3 separate regions of the Mus musculus genome follow, and all the other regions are linked to region 1. A link is a contact called in public Hi-C data. All regions are on one chromosome and are shown on one strand. The core of a region is the stretch at or near the end of the contact, and the rest is flanking DNA. Distances in the headings are between cores, read along the strand shown.

Region 1 (4,064 bases), core at 565-3,064:
ACTCATGGCATTAGAGTTCAAGTTAGAAAACATCACTTACTCAAAATCCTCTGAGGACCTTTCCTTCTCAGCTGCGTCCCCTCCTCCCCTGGGGAGCCACCCCAGCCTTCCTAAGCATGGCAGGACCCCCACCATCTCAGGGTCTTGTCGTGGGGTGTTCTTTCCTAATCTCTCTGCAAGAGTGGCTTCCTCTCTTTTTTGGATCTGATCATCTCGGTGAGCCTTCCTGCTGCGACCTTTAGCGCTCACCCATCCTTACCTGGGCTCCGATATTCGCCACCATCTAACATACTTACCTACCATACGCCTCCCCTCTAGAATATGGAATGTAGTTCCCAGGAGGGCAAGAGCTTTTGACTGTTCCACCCTCAACACACAAGAGAGTACTTGTCTCAAAGTAAGTGCTAAGGCAATGTTTGTTGAATGAATGAATGAATGAATGAATGAATAAAACATAGATAAGCTGTGGCCCTTGTGCATTTGCAACTCTTCACAAACAGCAAATTGTTCATCAAAACATTACAGGAAAAATTCGGAAACTTTTGAATTGTCTGCTGATGAGGACTGTTGTTTTAATGTAAAACGAATATCCTTTTTTTCTCTTTCCTCAAGCGTTTGCTCTGCCGAGTCTCTGGCTTCTCTTCCTCCCCAGTCTCCACACAGGTGTTACGACGGGGCATCCTGCTTCGGTTTCCTGTCTTGGCTCATCTTCGTCTGTGCACAATCTCGTCTACTTTTATGGCTCCCATTATTTCGTGGCCTTGGATTTCTCTCCAACTTACAAGTCCAGCATTGACATTTATTGTTGGTCTAAGTTTTGTTTTTCTGGGCTGAGCCACCTTTCAAGATCTTAAACCTCATTGCTTAAAGCCAGATTTATCTTTTTTCCCCCTTAAAACTGGATCCTGTTCCAGCTATCTATTTCTGCTAATGATCTTGCCTTCTTCTAAGTCTGGAAGCATTTCAAGGCTTATAGTCATGAAATGTTACATAATGCGTCTTCACACTGTCAAGTCTGTTTCTTAGTCTCCTAGAGAAGTCACCTTCCTTTTTTCCTCTGAGATCCCGTATTTTAGCACACTGTGAATCAGCTGGTGGTGCTGGTCCACTGGGCCTGTTCTGGGCTAGCAGTGCTCATCTGAGTCTAGTCTTCTGTTTCACCGCTAAAGAGTCAATTCTGTTTCAGAATACAGACCTGACATTGTCCAGGTTTATTTATTTATTTATTTATTTATTTATTTATTTTTAAAGAAAAGACCTTTTCTAGGTCATAGAAAATTCAACTAGTCACAAAAAGAATTTAAAATATGGGTCAGTGGGTAAACATTCCCAAGAACATGGGTTCAGTTCCCAGACCTGCTGTAGTATAGGTGAGCCTACACTCACAAACACACATCATACATACATGTGCACACATATACAATAATAATAAAAAATAAAAAGTCAAATCAGTCGTCATGATTAACTCAGATTGATTATTAACATTGTGATGCATATATAGCCTTTTGGTTTTCTTTCTCTGTCCAAGTTATGATTATATTTTTAAACCATGAAGGGATTCTTTATATCTTTTTTGTTATTGTTGTTCAGTTTGCAGACTTGCTCCCTGAGTTTGCTGGACTTCCGTACCTTTTTCACTATGTGATGCTGTTTTTACGTGACTGCTCCTACGAGGGGGGCTAAGGACTTGGTACAGCCGAGCAGATGCATCCTCTCTGGACTTTGATTCCTGAGCTGTTGACTCAGAGCAGCAGGGATGACGGATGACGCAGAGTCCACTGTGGCCTGGGCAGCAGCTATGGCAGCTGCATCCGGTTTCCAGTTGAGAGAAAGACAGCTGTTCTGAGGCAGTATGCAATGTCCTGCATCCAAGGACTTCGCAGTGTGAGCCACGGGGTCAGCCTTTGGCAGCTGGGCTGGTGACTTCATGGGAGCAGCCCTGTGGAATGCAAGGGTGTGACTCTTGCCTGGATGATTCTCCTTCCCACCTCTGCTTCTTGAATTAGCTTAAAAGTCAACTTAATTTATTGGCAACAGAAACTAAGCTGTCAACAATAGTGTGCTCTTACAATAATCCTTTCCATGTGGCTTGTGCTTGTCTGAATGCTGTCTGTGATTTAGCTTGTCATTTTTACAACAACCCTGTGAAACAGAGACTGGTATTAGCCCCATTTTATGGATGATCAAACTGAGCTATGGGAAGACTAGGTTATCCAACCAAGGCTACACAGTTGTCAGTGGTGCCTCTGAAGCTCAAACCCCTCCACTCTGGCCTCATTCTTAGGAGTGTTGATTGGTCTACATATTCTTTTATAACTTCTTTTTTCATGTGACAAAATTTAATGAGCATTTCTGTGTTGTTAAATATTCAGGTAAGTTGTATAGTGTTCAAAGGGTGATTCATGGTCTACCCAACCGACTCCCTATTGTTAAACACTAAGGATATCCTAGTGCATAAACATTTTAAGTTTTAGGCTAGCATATGAAGTCATGGCTTCATCATGCCAGTCTCACCCATGTGTCATGATGCTTCATTCTTATCTGTTCCCTTTTATACTGAGTCCTAACATCCATGACTTACTTCCTTACACTGAAGGCCCAAAAGTGGGTGGGATGTTTGGTGTCTTAGTCAGGGTTTCTATTCCTGTGCAAACATCATGACCAAGAAGCAGTTGGGTAGGAAAGGGTTTATTCAGCTTACACCTTCTACATTGCTGTTGATCATCAAAGGAAGTCAGGACTGGAACTCAAGCAGGTCAGGAAGCAGGAGCTGATGCAGAGGCCCTGGAGGGATGTTCTTTACTGGCTTGCTTCCTCTGGCTTGCTCAGCCCGCTCTCTTATAGAACCAAGACTACCAGCCCAGAGATGGTCCCACCCACAAGGGGCCCTCCCCGCTTAATCACTAATTGAGAAAATGCTCCACAGCTGGATCTCATGGAGGCATTTCCTCAACTGAAGCTCCTTTCTCTGTGATAACTCCAGCCTGTGTCAAGTCCACACACAAAATCGGCCAGTACATTTGGTCAAAGGGAAATTTAACTACCTTCTAGAAAGGCAATCCCAATTTTGTTTTTATACACAGCAATATATATGGGCATTCTGTTTCCCTGAGTTATTAACATTGAACATTTAAGTGGTATGTGTATGTGTGTGTGTGGTGAAAAATGATAGATATTTTTTCTTTTAAATTTTGAAATTCTTTAAAGATTTAAAAATACAATTTTAGGGGCTGGGAGGTAGCTTAATTGGTAAAGTGGTGGAGACAGGAATCTGATCCCTAGAACCAATGTCATAAGCCATTCTTGCTGTAGAGTGCTTATAATTCCAGCCCTGGGGAGAAGGGAAGGGGAGGCTCCCTGGAGCTGCCTGTTGTCTCTTTTGCCTAATTGGCAACTCCTGGGTCACAGTGACAGACTCTGCTTCAAACCAGTGAGAATGGCTTCTGAAGAATGTCACCTGAGACTGACTGCTGGTCTCTGTGGACAGGCACACATATAAGTCTGCACACTTGAACATACATGCGCATTCTCCCACACGAACACATGCACATGCAAAACATTCGGCCATTTGTTTAGTCCTTTCATAATTTTTTTCATCATCTATAAGATGAAGTTGAGACTACTCAAGACTCTTTCTGCCTTTTTTGTTTATTTCTGTTTTTTCTTTTCTTTCTTTTTTTATTAGATATTTTTCTTTATTTACATTTGTTTCTGTTTTTTGAACAAGGTTTCTCTGTATAGCCCTGGATGCCCTGGAACTCACACTGTAGACCAGGCTGGCCTTGAACTTACAGAGATCAGCTTATGTTTGCCTCCTGAGTGCACCACCACCTCCCTGCTTAAATCTAAAGACTCTTAGTGGTAAAGCTGCCATCCAGCCAAAGCCCTCACGGATTGCTGACAATAAATGTGAGCAAATAATCCAGGGCAAGAGGGTTACTACTGCAAGCCAGTGCTCCTGCCTCATTCCGGTTGTGCTGGTTGGATACAGGTGGGGATGCTGGGTGAACTCACAATGAGTCTAACAAGCAAAGGCTCCAGTTCTGTAAACTGCAGAATCAATA
Region 2 (4,064 bases), core at 577-3,076, 350 kb after region 1:
CTTTTTTAACAAGTACCAGATGACCATCCCTTTAAGTCTACTAAGAAATCATTTAGCTCCTCTCCTAGGACCTTTTAAAAAATCCCACAGCCTGAGATCCTCTGGGAGCTTCTTCATCATAGACATTTTAGTCAATACTCCCCTGGAGAGAGACGACTGCAAAGGCTTCCCTGGACACCGGAGCCAGAGCCAAGAAAGCCAAACTGTTTGCCTGGTCTACTTCCCTGTACAGGACAGCTCAGAGCCTCTGCTGCATCAGAGGCCAGGGATTAAGGCCGGTTTGACTAGGAATCTTGATTGTTCTTCCCCTTTCAACCCACAAGCACAATTTCATCCCTGGAGAATAGGTGTAGTTATCAAACTCTCATACTTTGATAATTACTGCATGACTTAATGCTGGAAACTAAATAGAAATCAATGTTGATCTTTTCAAAAATTGTTGCTAAGGGGAGCTGACTTGCAGAGCCCATCTTAGGCATTGTGAGTCAGGATGTATCAAAGGCTACCAAAATCAGCTTTGGTTTAGCACTGGAGGGTGGAGATATCAATGGATAAAAATATTATTGATGAGAATCTTGCATAAACAATATTTTAGGACTACTTAAAAGTTAGTGAATAGTTTTGAAGATAAGGAATGAGACACATGGACATGATTCACGTTTGCTGTTCAGGGTCCATGAATAAACCCTTCTTAAACTCCAGACATGCATGTACGAAACAGGATAGTTAGAGGCCAATCTGCGAGAAGAGGGCAGTGGTTGAACAAGGTAGATACTTGGACTGTTCAAAAGCCAACACACACACACACACTCATACTCACACTCACACACCAAGAACAGGGAGGAGGAATAAATGGAGAGATGATGAGACAGAAAATTTTTTCTGAATAGAACATCTGGTCTTGTGCAACTAATAATGAAATAATTCTTTTAAAAAGATGTCTTTAGATCAGTGAAAATAGAGAGCAATTTGGAAAGTTTAAATTTTTAAAAAACATGCCAGAATTTTGCTTATGATAATAAGAGTTAACAAAAGTGCATACTTTTGCTTAGACTCTCCAGCACCTAAAAACAGTATAAATTTAGGCACTATAGAAGAGTGGGGGGGGGGGGCAGTGCCTGGAGCCCAGAAGATCAAAAGCAAATGGCAGAAAGTGAGTTTTCTGATTCTTAGCCTCAGCCTTATTCCAAGAAGCATTTTTAACGTGATGAATATTTAGAGGCTAATATCATAGCATAGTTTTCACTAGAAAACTTCTGAAAGATTCACTCACCGGTCAAACACAACTGCCTCCTCTCTAAGAAATGTAACTCAAGACTAGAATGGCAAGATTCTTAACTTTTACTTTGGTCTTCATTCATTCGGTAAATACTTATCTAACATTTATAACTGCCCACAACTGAACTGACTACTAGCTACTAGCTCAAATAAACAGTCTTTTCTCTCAAGCAGACTAGAGTCGTGTCACTGAGTCTGCTTCCCTAACAGAGCACTCCTGGCATGTGGGTCAAGTCTTCCATTGTTGTTTGGGTTCTGCAATGCACTGCATGATACAAATCTTACTCCTGGCCCATGGATGAATGGATAAATGAGTGTTTAAGTGGGTAGTTAAGTAGATGGATTCATACTGTATATAAACATTGTAAAATATGGTACTGTATCTCATAAATACATACAAAAATTATTAACAGGCAGGTGTGTCTGTGTGTCTGTGTGGACTGACTCGGCATCAAGACTTGTCAAAAACAATGTAAGACATTAATAACAGTATAATGCCACATCAATACTGAATCATCTCATATTTTTGGTTGTGAGCCTAGCCTTTAAAGACTGAGCCATCGCTCCAGCCCAATACTGAGTCATCTTAATGACACATTTATTTGCAATGATGCTTAACTGCTTTGTATTTTAAATCTTTGATCTGCCACCTTTTCAATTTTTTTTTTTTTGAAAGCCTGACTGGATAAGGCTACTGGATAAGGCCCTGTGTGATACTTGTTTCACTTTTCAATTAAACTACAACTTTTACTTATAGGAATCTTTTGGCTTCTTTTCATAGCAAGTTCCATGTACCTAAGCATTTGTGATCCCTTTTATTATCAGTTGTAACCTCTCAGCCATTAGTTCTCTCAGCTGTAAAATCAGAAGAGTGCTTCAGCTGTCCCTGAGCTTCCGTCAGCCCCAGACATGCTATGCTAAGGTCTCAGCATGGGCTGACCGATGCAGCTCTTCAGTCTGTGCCGTACTCCAGCACTGCTCGAGTCATCATGGAAAGCGTCATCCGGTTTGTCCTGCTCAGAAACATTCCCACACTCCGCAGACTTCTCAGCTAACGCTTGTGGTACCCATCGCTTGAGCAATTAGCTTTTTATTCCCTGTAAGAAAGTGTCGCGCCTTTCTTCCCTTCAGTGGTTCCCTTTCTTCCTACTTAGCCTAATGCTTTCCTAGTTTGGGAATCTTTTAGCTCCCAACACATTTTTATGCGATGCTTCCAATGGGTTAACAGTTTCTCATGCGTAATTTTCATTTCTTCCTTGTCCAATGCACAACACACACTTTTGGGTAGTGTTCTGTCTGTCTGTCTGTCTGTCTGTCTCTCTCTCTCTCTCTCTCTCTCTCTTGCATGTGCATGTTCTTGCTCTCTTGCTCTCTGCCTGTCTTTGTCTGTCTCCTCCCCACACACACTCATTTAGATGCTTAAGATGCTAAAACATTTCCTTGGCTTATGTGGAGTGTGCAAGGGCTGCATGTTTCTCGGGCCACGCCTAGGGACCCTTCCCCTTCGCATGAACTCTTCCAGCACAGAGCAATCCATCTTACTCCATCACTTACTTCATGCTGTCCATTCCATCGACATACATTACAAACTATGTTTACATAACTCGACCTCCAAACTGCTAGATATCTGTATAGTGTCTAAACTCCCACAGTTTTCATGGTTAGATTATATATTTTAATATTCTCTCTTATAGAATATTTTCACAATTTGCAAGGACTCTGAGCCACATAGACGTTCCTCACTCTCCAAGTAAATGCATCTATGTACCCTATGAGTTTTACACAGAGACAGGAGAGAGTAGATGGGGAAGAAATGAGGCCACAAAGCTTCCTTGCCACCTCAGGCTACAGAGGCCTTGCTGAGAACCAGTGGAACACACTAGCCACCTTTGTGTTCCAGTGAATAAAAACACCCAACAAAAGCCGCCAAGGGAGGCTGGCCAGTGCTGGCCATGGTTTCAGAGAAACATCAGTCCATGGTGGTGGGGAAAGTATGGCAGCAGTCCTCGTGGCCACGGCATGGCAGAGAGCTCTTTTCTCACATGGAGCAGAGACAGGCCAGACCCAGGGCTAGCTCTAGCCTTCCAGAGCTGGTGAAGCTGTCTACTTTGCCACCCAGGCTGCACCTCCTAAAGGCTTCATAGCCTTTTAAGGGCTGAGTGAGCAACGTTTTAGCTTCAAACCATGACGACCGGAGTTGACTGTGCGTGAGTCCCCGTCCCGTGTGTGAGTCAGCTCCTGTTGCCCTTTTCTATTGGGACTTATAATGTTTATTCAATTGGAGCTTAATTTTTAATCTTAACCCTTCGGCAGAAAACCCTATTCATCTTACCCGAATTCCAAAGTCAGTGATGTTGACACAGTCAGACACAGAAACTTCCCTCAGTTTTCTGTGTCTGGAAAGTATGGTCATGCCCTGAAAATATAAAGATCATTTTGTAAGTACAATTTAGTATGGGATGTAGCCAAGAGCCATTTTTACAAACTAATAACATAGAAGAGTGATCATTGATAAAGGCTAAATAAAGGTACATTGTGGGTCCCACCTCTTTGTATCTAACAAACTGTGGGCTTACTTTGGTAAGAAAATTATTAGTCTTAGTTACGACTAAACCATTAAATAAAAATTTCAGTTGTCTCTAATACTTTGGTTAAAAAATGCTACAGAGTTCCAGAGCTAGAAAACTCCTAAGACATCACTTGTTTCTATCAGTGTTCAGATAAATGCTATTCGAACCAAGTGATCTGACTTCACTTGAAAGCACTTTATACAGCTAGGGAATTTG
Region 3 (4,064 bases), core at 941-3,440, 340 kb after region 1:
GGTTTCAGTCCCTGAAGCTGCCGGACTGAGCGCGGTTTCAGTGCATTGGATTTTGGACGTGGACTAACAAGCAGACGCCAGTGTTCATAGAAACATAAAAAACAACAGCGTTGCCCGTGAGTTCTGGTGAATGGTTTCAGGCGCTTCTGCAAAATGTGTATGTAATTCCGCTATTCATTGTCTGTTGTTCTGTTCCAGATTATAAAAGTCCCCAAGATATGTCTTAGGACCTCCAGTGATACCTGAAACCACAAACAGTATCAACGCTGTACACTGTGGGGTTTTTGCTTTTAATATAAACACATATGACAGCCAAATGCTTTTTCTATACAACTAAGCAGTTATTTACTCTGGCCAAAGCCCTTACCAGTTTAGTCCCAATATCAAAACTAGATGCCTTTCTTTTTCTTCTTTACAAGTTCACAAACAGTGTGTCCACCCTGACTGTAGGGCCTAGCAGCTTCAGCAGATGATTTTTATTTTTAATTTTTGCTTACTAAGTTGAGAACGTTTACCTTTTTCCTAAAGCACTCTGTGGCTTCTCTTTGCCAGACCTAATTAGTGATGTCAGACATGACACTGTGGTTGTGCTTTAGCGCCATTACTAAGCTAAGGCTTCTTGAACCCTGGTACTGTGTGCTACTGTGACAGTTTGATGGCCTCGGTAACTACTGAGTGACTAACGGACGGTGAACACCCAGCATGCGCGTACTGGCAAAGGAATGCCTCGCAGCCCAAATGCAATGGCAGATTTCCTCACGCTTCTTCACCGAAGAAATAAAATGCAGAACCTTGGATGGGGGCAAGAGAACAGTGCTACCCCAGATTTAATAACTTCAGATAGCGTTCCCTCACCGGAGTCTATGTAGATGCTTATGCTGGGGTTCCGCTTAGTGTATCACATGGCCGGGATAAAAGTGTTGTCCAGGCTGAGGATGCTATCTAGGAGCTGCGGGGAGAACTCTGCCAAGAGTTATAGGGAAAATCGGCTTCCTTATACCTGGATGATGTAATTTCTTACTGGCTTCAGCTAATGGTCACCTCGTCTTCTAAAGACAACCACATGCTCACCTTCCTAGTGCAGCCCCTCTTCAGGCAAAACAGAGTCCTTCTCTCATGCCCTGAATGTCTGACTTTCTTATAAGCTGGAACAATCTCTGCTTGGTTGGCCAAGTTATTTAACATGATTATGAGAATATCCTAGGTATGTACACCACTCCCACTAGAAATGGTTATGAAAACGTGGCAGCCATTGGAGTCAGCTCAGGATTCCTGGTATCGGAATTCCCATGGGAAAGACTTCCCTCTTACTATGTCCCTCCTGAGTCATCACTGCCTCCAACTTGTGAATAAACCCTTATGTGGGGAAAGCGATGCTGCCGGGTTTTAGTTGGTCTTCTGTGGGTTAGGATGGACCTCCCTGTGGGAAAGAGCTGCTGTTCTGTCGGCTGACTATGAAAGTGCAGGGCACTTTGACAGCGGTGTGCTTTAGAGAGTCACTTCATGGATTCCATTTCTTTAGAAATGTCAACTGTAACATTAAAAACTATGCTGTATTGAGTAGATCAGTTGGTTGGGTTGTGTATTTTGATTTAGATAAATCAGTGATATTAAATAAACTTTTCTAAATATGAGTCTCCTTTTTATTAATATTCCATTTCTGTATATACTTTCTAATTTCTTATTTATGAAATAAAAAGTCACCCTTGCTTGGTTTGTCACTGTCCCATCAGAATTTATATAAGCCTGAATGTCTCACGTGCCAGGATAGTTTGTGTGGTGTGTGTGTTAAGCAAAGGAAGCAGCAAGGCACTAAGGCAGTTTTTATAATATTTTTTCACTCAGGCAACTAGAAAAATATTTTCATGACTAGAAATAAAGTTGATAAAAGTAGCCAAAATAACCCAAAAGATCATGAGTTAGAATTCAGCTCATATTGTTTATGATTACACCTCCTTGCATAGTTGGTTTTCCTGATTGCAACCCCTTCCCTTCCCTTCCCTTCCCTTCCCTTCCATTGCTTCGGTCCAGAGTTTATCTCCTCGGGGTGATGAACAGGCCTCTCATTCTTGGTTTTCAAAAGACATTAAAAGTTTGAAACAAGCTTTGACCATGAAGCCACCTGCTGAGTGTCTCCCCGGTATAGCAGGGTTTGTTTGGCCTTGGCCTTTTCTCCTGTGCAGATGGGACTCCTTTAAAGCCAGCTGCCTCTTTTATGTCTCCCTAGCTGTGCACACGAAACACTCGGGGGTCAGACTTCTGAAGCCAACTTTCATGCAGCTGCCACAAATCTCCAAATTTAGTTAGAAGTCACACTCCGACCATAGTCAGCTTAGGTCCTTGGCACAGCTCTTCAAACTTGCTGTTTAACAGACTCACGAGCTGTCCACTCCCAGAAGCCTTTCTGCCACTGATTACAAAGAGGAGGAAAATTGTTTAAAAGCATTTACCTGATAACAATACCCAATTGTGTGGCGTAGAGGCTTCTAAAGAACTTCTTAATATCCTTTAAACGTTTTAACTTTATTTTCGATTTGTAGTCAAAGAAGTTAGAGTCATTTAAGAGGTAAGTAGCTGAGGAACTGAGCGAGAGACTTCCTGCCATTGCCCTGTCACAATGTGTGTGGTGGCAGCTGGAAAGCTGCTGTGTCAGCATCAGACCCTAATGGGAAAGCCCTTGATAGAAAACATATTAAATTAGTTTTTAATCATGAAATTAAAGGCCAGTTCTTCGTAGAAGATTGAAAGGTGTCTGGTTTGTGTCTTTTTGACATTTCATAGTTAAAATCCCTGTGTTGTCCCAGTGATAAGAAGCTAAGGTGTCCCAGGAGTGCCCCTCCTTTCTGGTCACATTGTTCTTGTTTCTCTTTCCTGGCTTCTGTTGAGTGTTGAATCTAGAGCTGTCTTTTAGCTCTCCTTTATTGTCAGATGTCTGGAAATTACAAGAAAGCTGCTTTTTGCCTTTAAAATCGTATGTTTCTGTCATTTATACTAAAGCTTCACAGGCCCTCCCAGTTAGCACCGCGGCTCCAGATGTTGCCAATTCCCATGCTTTCTAGTCCTGTCTGGAGAGCAGTTTCTACTTCTTAAAAATCAAAAGCCGTGGAGCTGTTTCCTACATTGTAACCGGGGGTCAGATCCGTTCACCTCAACTATTAGTTTGTTTAGAGCTGGAGAGGTGGCTTAGTGGTTAAAAGTCCTTACCGGCTTTTAGGACCCAGGTTCACACATCTGCTCACAGTCATCTTTAATATCGGTTCCAGGTCATCCAATACCCTCGTCTGGCTTTTGTGGGCTCCTGCACACACACTATATGTGCACGCGCACATACATTAAGTAAGTAGATCTTAAAAGGTAACTTGATAAGGTTACCTTTGCAGTCTTAATTTATATAAAGGTGACATTTGCAAATGAAATAAAAAGGGCAGATGTGCACTGCTTTTTGACATTGTTATTGAGAACCAGCAACTCACAATATTTACATCAAATGAAGGGAAATTGTTGTAGATGTTTTGTTTTCCTATTGGTGTTTGGAGTCTGGATCCTCCTCGTCGATGCTGAATGGCTCTTTGACTATCAGTTTTGAGTAAGTTCTAAGTTGTACTCGACTATGAATCTTGTCAAGAGGGTTGCCTTCAGAGTCGTAGCCAAACCAATGTGGAGGGTTGTCGGAGTTGTATTCCTGATGCTGGACCACAGAGGACATTTTCTGAGCCGCTGCCCTGCAATGACAGTGCTTAACATTAGTGAGATGCGAAAGTGATTTCTACAGTTCACAAACTGGACTGAATTTGGAATTAAGAACTGTCACCAGTCACATTTAATGCAGAGCTTCAGTTCTATGAGGGGAAGTTTGGGAATTGTGCTAATAGTCAGGTTCCTCTGGCACAAGTATCTGTAGCTTAGCCAATCCAGGCCTTACCAGGTAGTTGAGGGGGTGAAGACTTTTCATAGCCCAGGAGCAGGAGGAGCATGGAAGTCATGTTCAATGCTTTTGAGTGAGCACTCAGCTTGCTTTGATGAAACACTAGCCTGACCCACCCACTCTGTGAAGGCTGATGTTC

What was found. Hi-C and Micro-C count contacts between places; a contact is called where the count stands out from the background.
Region 2: a Hi-C map of muscle stem cells shows a contact between it and region 1, with 2.5 times the contacts expected there. The contact joins two enhancer-like sites. A contact is called at or near these places in 3 of 484 Hi-C or Micro-C datasets (the C2C12 cell line and muscle stem cells) and 1 of 115 datasets of contacts at active chromatin or transcription factors (pancreatic cancer cells).
Region 3: a contact with region 1 is called in a Hi-C map of muscle stem cells, with 2.7 times the contacts expected there. The contact joins two enhancer-like sites. A contact is called at or near these places in 3 of 484 Hi-C or Micro-C datasets (the C2C12 cell line and muscle stem cells).

Annotation. Positions count from the first base shown.
Region 1 is chr5:21,142,872-21,146,935 of GRCm38.p6, forward strand. It overlaps Gm42222 (a long non-coding RNA gene), which reads left to right. Exons shown (of 3, transcript XR_880865.1): 3 at 1,591-2,090. Among named protein-coding and RNA genes, the nearest start is that of Gm42222, 6.8 kb to the left of the region's middle. Within about 2 kb of position 1,815, at least 113 of the 459 cell types and tissues checked have an H3K27ac peak or open chromatin away from gene starts, as enhancers often do. A contact at or near this core is called in the C2C12 cell line, muscle stem cells and pancreatic cancer cells, where this site is marked.
Region 2 is chr5:21,496,870-21,500,933 of GRCm38.p6, forward strand. It overlaps Fbxl13 (F-box and leucine-rich repeat protein 13), which reads right to left. Exons shown (of 21, transcript NM_001199632.1): 18 at 3,611-3,694. Among named protein-coding and RNA genes, the nearest start is that of Lrrc17, 45 kb to the right of the region's middle. Within about 2 kb of position 1,827, at least 39 of the 459 cell types and tissues checked have an H3K27ac peak or open chromatin away from gene starts, as enhancers often do. A contact at or near this core is called in the C2C12 cell line, muscle stem cells and pancreatic cancer cells, where this site is marked.
Region 3 is chr5:21,480,416-21,484,479 of GRCm38.p6, forward strand. It overlaps Fam185a (family with sequence similarity 185, member A), which reads left to right. Exons shown (of 8, transcript NM_177869.4): 8 at 1-1,709. The coding sequence ends at 29. It overlaps Fbxl13 (F-box and leucine-rich repeat protein 13), which reads right to left. Exons shown (of 21, transcript NM_001199632.1): 21 at 3,432-3,722. The coding sequence ends at 3,521. Among named protein-coding and RNA genes, the nearest start is that of Fam185a, 58 kb to the left of the region's middle. Within about 2 kb of position 2,191, at least 24 of the 459 cell types and tissues checked have an H3K27ac peak or open chromatin away from gene starts, as enhancers often do. A contact at or near this core is called in the C2C12 cell line and muscle stem cells, where this site is marked.